2 separate regions of the Manis pentadactyla genome follow, and region 1 is linked to region 2. The links are chromatin contacts, called in public Hi-C maps. All regions are on one chromosome and are shown on one strand. The core of a region is the stretch at or near the end of the contact, and the rest is flanking DNA. Distances in the headings are between cores, read along the strand shown. Region 1 holds the start of SLC25A51 (solute carrier family 25 member 51). Region 2 holds the start of POLR1E (RNA polymerase I subunit E).

Evidence for each region. A called contact is a pair of places that touch in the nucleus more often than the background predicts.
Region 1: a Hi-C map of skin fibroblasts shows a contact between it and region 2, with 5 times the contacts expected there. The contact joins the promoter of SLC25A51 here to the promoter of POLR1E in region 2. A contact is called at or near these places in 2 of 3 Hi-C or Micro-C datasets (fibroblasts and skin fibroblasts).

Annotation. Positions count from the first base shown.
Region 1 is chr3:187,994,202-187,997,511 of mManPen7.hap1, reverse strand. SLC25A51 (solute carrier family 25 member 51) reads left to right here and starts at 1,833. Exons shown (of 2, transcript XM_036888403.2): 1 at 1,833-2,046.
Region 2 is chr3:187,636,572-187,640,017 of mManPen7.hap1, reverse strand. It overlaps POLR1E (RNA polymerase I subunit E), which reads right to left and starts at 1,259. Exons shown (of 14, transcript XR_008996558.1): 1 at 1,078-1,259; 2 at 475-578.

The DNA of each region.
Region 1 (3,310 bases), core at 584-3,083, 360 kb before region 2:
TTTGGATTTATTCGGGAGGCAAGTGGGAACCACTGGAGGTTTTTAAGCTGAGGAATGAGATGATCAAAGTTGGGTTAGAGGATGTTATCTGGCAGCTGACGTGGAGGCAGGAGGTATAGAGGGCAGTTTAAGTGACTGAAGAATGAAAGAGTGAGTGGATGAGGACAGAGAAATGTAAGGCTAACTTTATGATGAACCTCTGAATTAGAAGGTAGAAGGTTTTGATCTTCACTATTGATATACCCAAAAAAGAGCCAATTAAGGGCCTGGGGGTTTCTGACAAGGAGTTTGAGGGGCAGCAGCCTGCACTGTAGCCTGCAACATAAAGGAAACGGACTGGCTCAACTCCACTTAGTGCTCCTGTTGGCTTGGCATTTCCTTACTCTTTTGAGTATTGTCCCAGTTTGGACTTAGCTTAAATATTTTCCTCCTCTTCAGGATTCACCACAGGACAGTAACTTCTCCGTTCCTATCTGAAATGAATTATCTATGCTTCTGAACATGATGGATGCCTGCCTGATTTATTCATATTTTGAATAATACATCTGAACATAACTTCACCCAAGACAGGGCAACCACAAATTTGAGGTGAATGCCTTGTCATTATCCTGTGGGGCCCCAAATCTAACCTGCACACTTATTAGATGTCAGGTGCTAGTGTCTGACAGTGAAAGATTTGCACTATCAGCCCCCAGGTGACCTTTACAATCTTATCTCCTGCTTCTGTGACTTTCTCCACTAGTCCAAATTCTGTTCATGCATCCTCCACGGCCCAGTTCAAACCCTTTCTGCCTCATGAATCCGTTCCTGGCTCGCTCTCTAGGGGAAAGCTCTTTGTGCTTCTAAATGTCCAGAGTCCTTTGTTTTTATATCTTTTATTAGACTCTCAGCTCCTTCAAGAGAGCTTAGGCACAGTAGCACACAGTAGGTACCTCAGTAGAGTGTGTGATAAAATTAGGTAGCATGTCTCCCATAGCCCAAGAAGCAGTTAAACAGACCACCTCAAGCAGACCACACATATTTTGAAGTCAGTATCTACGAAGTGCTCTTTGGGGGAAAGGGGCAGGGAAAGCTATCCAGCTACAGCTTAAGCTCTAACACTTCACTCCAGTGGAGTTGCCTATCCAAGTAAAGTCTATACACTGCACATATTTGACAAACTGACAAACCTCCTGAAGAGCCTCTCCTCTTCAGGCTGACCTTTCCCTTTCCCTCAACCCCTCCCATCCATGTTGTGTGCCTTCCAGTTTGCAAGTTAGTCAGATCATTCCCAGTGGTTCTTATGAGGGCAGAGGGATGCATGCAAGGCAGGTGTTATTTTTCAGACAGAGATGGGGGGGGCTCAGGGACAGTGACTTGTCCAACGCCATTCCCATGAAATGTCGGGACTATGACTTGACCTAACTCCGGGTCAGTGGAGTCCAAAAACCAAACTTGTCTGAGGTTGGAAACAGGGTTTAAAGTCATTTGTATGTCCTAAAGCACACACACAGGTATTCTGAAAATTGCGGTATCGGTAGCTGACAAAAGGCCACTCCGAGGGTTTAATGGAATCTAACCAAGGCTACAGAGGGGAGTTAGACGAGGCACTTTTAAAGTGTTAAGCTCACGCGCTGGCCACCCACAACCGTGAATTCCCATTGTTCCTCCCGCAGATTGCACAGGGGAACGCGTTGCCCGCTTGTGGCAAGGCCAGGCCACCGTACGGCACCAAGCGTCTAGTACTGCGACTGGCGGAGCCCCAATGCCTCACGACAGATGTGATGGGTGACCCTACACCTGCCCCGCCCCAGTCAACCGTAGCCCGCAGTAGGGGCGCCGTCCTTTGACTCCGCAGTAGCGCAGAGGCGGCGCGGCGGCGTCTCCCTCACGTGATCGCACTCGGACACCTCCCAGCGCGTCTCGCTACGCCCCGCGCACTGGCTTCGGTCAAGGTCTGCGCCTGCGCGGCCGCAGGCTCGCGGGCTCGCCGACCTGCGGGCTGGCGGCTACTGAGCACCCGCGGCGATGGGTGAGTGCGGGAGGCCGGCGAGGGGGAAACAAGGGGTGAGTGCGGAGGCGGGAGGGAACTCCCTCTGCGTTGAGGTTGTGGAAGTATCGCTCCGCCGCCCCCGCGCGTGCGCCGTCCGGGAGGGGCCGGCGGCCGGGGCCGGGGAAGCTGCCCGCGGGGGCGCGGGTCCGTTCTCGGCTCCCGGCTGTCCCGCCTCCGCGGGGCTTCGCTGGTCCCGGGCGCCGTCTGGCTGTCGGAGCGAGCTTCCCGGGCGGGGAGGCAGCGCGTTCATCTGGGCGCGCCCCGGGCGGGGAGGCGCCTCCTGGCGCTGACGAACCGCAGGGCGCGGAGGGGCCGGCCTGTGCCTGCGCTCGGGGCCGAGCGGCTCTGACGGCGCTGGGACGGCGGAAGGGCCCCTGCCCCCCGTCCCCCGGGTCTGGGGTTCCGGCATTCCCGAGTCTATTTCAGAGTGTGGGAGGCGAAGGGGGCCCTTTCCCCTCCCCGCTGTTGTCACAGATTGGGGAAATGGTCTCCTGGAGAGCGGTAAGTGCAGCCACTGCTAGGTAGGGCTTATTCTGCGACACCATGTTGCATCGCGCTGTAGGCGACTCAGTTGTAGGCTTTTTTGGGGGGAAGGGGCGGTGTTGTTAATTGTAAATCTCTGTGCCGATTTTTTGGTATTAAGCTTAGCTGGACGGAGCATGTCGATGCTTGAGTTTTATTTACCCTTTGGGCATAACCTTTATTTTGTCCCTTACAGCTGAACACAGCTGGTCTTAATTTCCACCTTGTTTTTCTGACTGTAAGCTGTCAAAGAGAAGCCCTTAAACTGAGTGTGTAATGATCCCGCATGTTTGAGCCTCCTGCGCCCTTGCTTTGAAAGGATTCAAAAGGTGCAAGGACTGGTATCACATCCTAGTGGTTTCAGAGTACGGGTTAGGCGCTTTGGGTCTGGAGTCAGTGCATCTCAGGGAAAAATCACAATCTGTTTATCTGTACGAGGAATGGATTTACCTGGTCGCTCCTTTGGTAGATTAAAGTAAACCCAGAGAAGTGGGTTTTTGAATTAGAGACTTTGGTTTATATTTATATTTATATTTATATTTATATTAGCAAGATAATGTCATAAGTAGGACTTGAACCCATTCTGCTGAATGCTGTCTGAGATATGCTGACTTAGGAGAGTTCACGTCCTTTGAGAACTGCAGTCAGCTTCTTTACAGTTTTTGCACAAAGACCTTTGGGCTGGGTTCATAGCTGGGTCCTGCTTATCCATGTGGCTGTAAATTACAGTGAGTATTTAGAGTTTACTGTTTTCTT
Region 2 (3,446 bases), core at 10-2,509:
TTTGCCTACATCTCCCATGACTGCTCCCTATAGATTTCAGGACTATGGAAGCGGCTGGTTCACCCCTCAATCACAGCCAAGCTTTCCTGCTTCCCTGTTTGACCTTGGTATCTTCTTCACCTGAAATACTAAACCTCAGCTGTCAAGCTCTTTTCCATTATTCAGGTAGGGCTCAGCTGCAATTCACTGCCATCCCCACCCCACAAGCCATTCTGGCAAGCAGTGACTCCTCTGACTGAGCTCACTCTGCCCTGTCCTCTCCCCCTTAGGCCCTGAGCTTTGTCTCCTTGTATGAGTGCCTCCCACGCAGTTCTCACCGCTACATAACAGTGGTTCTCAACACAGGAAATCCACCTTCCATGGACACCTGGGAATATTTCCTTTTCTCCTCTCTCCACCCTCCCAGTTACACCCACATCCAAGAGGCCTCCTGAGGCCTGCAGAGTGGAGGCAACTAGCCCCAGGAGCACCTACCAGGATCCGCTGACTCCTCTTCCTGGGGTTGGTGGAGTCATCGTTCTTGTACAAGGTAAAGCGCATGTTCCCTGGATTACGCAGCTTCCCATTGGAGAACTGGACTGTAAAGTTAGAGTTGACAATTAAATGACAGAAGAAGGTGTATGGTAAGGAGAAACTGGAGGAATGGGGATGGCAAAGAAGGCCAGGTCCTGACCTAAACGGGGACTGAAGGAAGTCCTGGTCTGGTTGGAAAGAGAGGATGGGGAGGAGAGGGGTGTCCTGGGAAAGGGAGTCCTGGGGAGGAGGGAATAATTAGGGGGAGGGGGCTGACTGAGGAGGCCTGGTCTAGACCTAGAGAGACACAGGGAATCCCTGCCCAGAGGAGGGGCAGGTGAAACCTGGTGAGCGAGGAGATGACAGGGGCCTGGGGAGGGGTCTGGGTTGTGCATGGTGGGATGACAGAAGAGGCCTGGCCAAGCCCCCACGCAGCGGTGGAGACTAGAGGGGGTCGTGGCCCAGCTGAGAAAAAGGCCCGACGCAGGAAGGGGGAGGACTGCAGATCGAGACGAAAGGGGAGGGAGTTAATGGAAACCTCTGCTGCGGCTCCGCAATCCTTACCCAGCACAGCTCTCTGGCTCTTATCCGGCTCTCCACAGTACTGCCACCTCGCACTGGACAACGCCCCCTCCGCCATCCGGCCCCTACGGCAGCCAGAACCCGAATTTAAAACAGTTGGACCTTCACACGCTTACCCGCACGCGGAGGAAGTGCCGCTCGCCGGAAGAGGCGTGGCTCGGCTGGGTCCCGCCCTGCGCGCACGGAGACGCGTGGCTCCACCCCCAGCAGATACCGCCCCGACGCGCGCTACCGCAGGTGCTAGGCACGCGATTCCCGCCCACCCTTCTTCCTGCCCCTCCGCTCGGAGAGGCGTGGTTTCCGCGGACTCAGTGTCTCTCTTCTCCCCTGGCCGGACTCTCGGAGGCGCAGCTGCTGATTGGCCCAGCATTCAGCCTGTGCATTTCCCGGAGGCCCAAGAGCTTAAATATCCCGTAGCTCTCGGCTTAACTGTAGTGTATGGTTTCTCCTTTCTCGGCGCGGTCTAGCTGGGGTATGGTTAGTGTTTCCTACTGCCAAATCTTACTGAAACCTGAAAAGCAAAGTTCAAATATAGAATTATCTTAAAGACACAGTTTGAGCCCCAACTAAATGTAGCAACTAGCAAAAAAACCAGCTCTGTAGGGCCTCCGTCCACACACGTGGACATCCAATCCTTAAACCCAAGCTTTGTCCACAATCCTGTAAACTGTTTGGACCAGGTACAAGGCGTGATCACTCCTCAGGGCTAGGCACACATACACCTGTGGCCCAATTATGCGAGGAGGGACCTGGGGAGAAGACCGGCAGGCTGAAGAGCATTTGGGCAGGAAATTTTAGGCTCGACTAGAAGGGGGAACTCAATCTGAAGGGCATGTCCATTTGTTGCTACTGGTTCAACCCTTCCCCCGTTTGGGAAATTATCAGAGCAGGAGGAGGACCAAACAAGGCTTTTAAACATGGATCCAGGCTGGGACCCCTTTTACCCAAAGGAAGATACCGTTAGAGGTTAAGGGCAAGAACTCTGGCTGACTCATCTCTGTTCTTCACATCGCCTTCTTCTTCAAGGGTACCAATAATGTTTTTATAGCAAAAAGATCCTGTCCAGAATCATATGCTGCATTTCATTGTCGTGGCTCTAGACTCGGGAGACAGCTGTCCACAGCTCTGTGACAGTGTTTGGAAATGGTTATCTGCCCTGTGTGTAGATCCCTCCCTGGGTGATTAATGTGTACTTGAAGGTTAGGAAGCACTGTTGTACCGATTCTTTCCCTTTTAAGGCAGAAGTTTACCAGTCAGAGTCTGTGGAAGTCCTAAGAATTGGCTGCTTTACAGCCAGGTGGAAGAGTGAAGATATCACATGGATTGAAAGCAAAGACCCAGAATTACTACAATTAAGAATTCACCTAACTGGTTTTCTTGGTTTCACTGGAGATGGCTGGTAATTACAGGTATGCTTTGGTTACATAACTGTACACCTATTATGTTAATGTGTGTGCACAATTTAATTAGTAGTTTAAAACCTATCCATGCTGAAGTTACTCTACAAGAAGATATGTCAAAGAAATAATCAATCTTCCCAGGTTTTCTTCCGCCTGCTACTTCTATAGCTTTTCTTCTTCCTACCTAATTACAACCCTTAAATAGAATTGGTGCCACAATGTCGAATTTACCGAGTATCATAATTCTTCCAAGTGGTAAAGACACCTCAAGAAAAATGCTGGGCATAGAAGCCACAGGGCATAAATATGCAAAGAAGTAAAAAGCTAACCTTTTCAAACAATAAGGCTTCTCTCTCACCTACCAACTTAACATTTCCTTGTATGGCCCCAGAAGATGACTGGTTAGCCAGAGACGGGTAAGATTCCTCAAGGGAGGAACAACCTAAGACAGGCACAGTCGCAGGGGGGCCATCAGGTGAGAAAATGGGGATCAGCAGAGGTGAGGCTTAGAACCTCCCCCCTCATGTTCTGAGAGAAATCTTTTTCATACGTGGATGTTTTATTGCCCTTGTCTAGCTCGGATTAACACATAGTCTACAGGCACACACCTGATCAGCTACATTTGCTCTCTTACAACACTAAACTATGTTTTCTACCTTTATCTTGTATCTACCTACCACTTCAGCATTTTATTAAAAATAATAATAATAAAGAGAGAAATGTGGTATCCACATATAAATCAAGTATAAAAATCAAATGAGTATTCATATTTGAACTGTTTATAGTTCATAATGCATGAACAAAACCGAAAGCTTCTGTGATGACTGCCCTTGTAATGTTCACCATGTAACTTATTCACTATGTAAGAATTTGTACTCCATGTAAGAACTTGTTTGTTATGCATCAGAAGATTTGAGACTGACGAAAATTAGGCTTGGGGTGGATTAATGA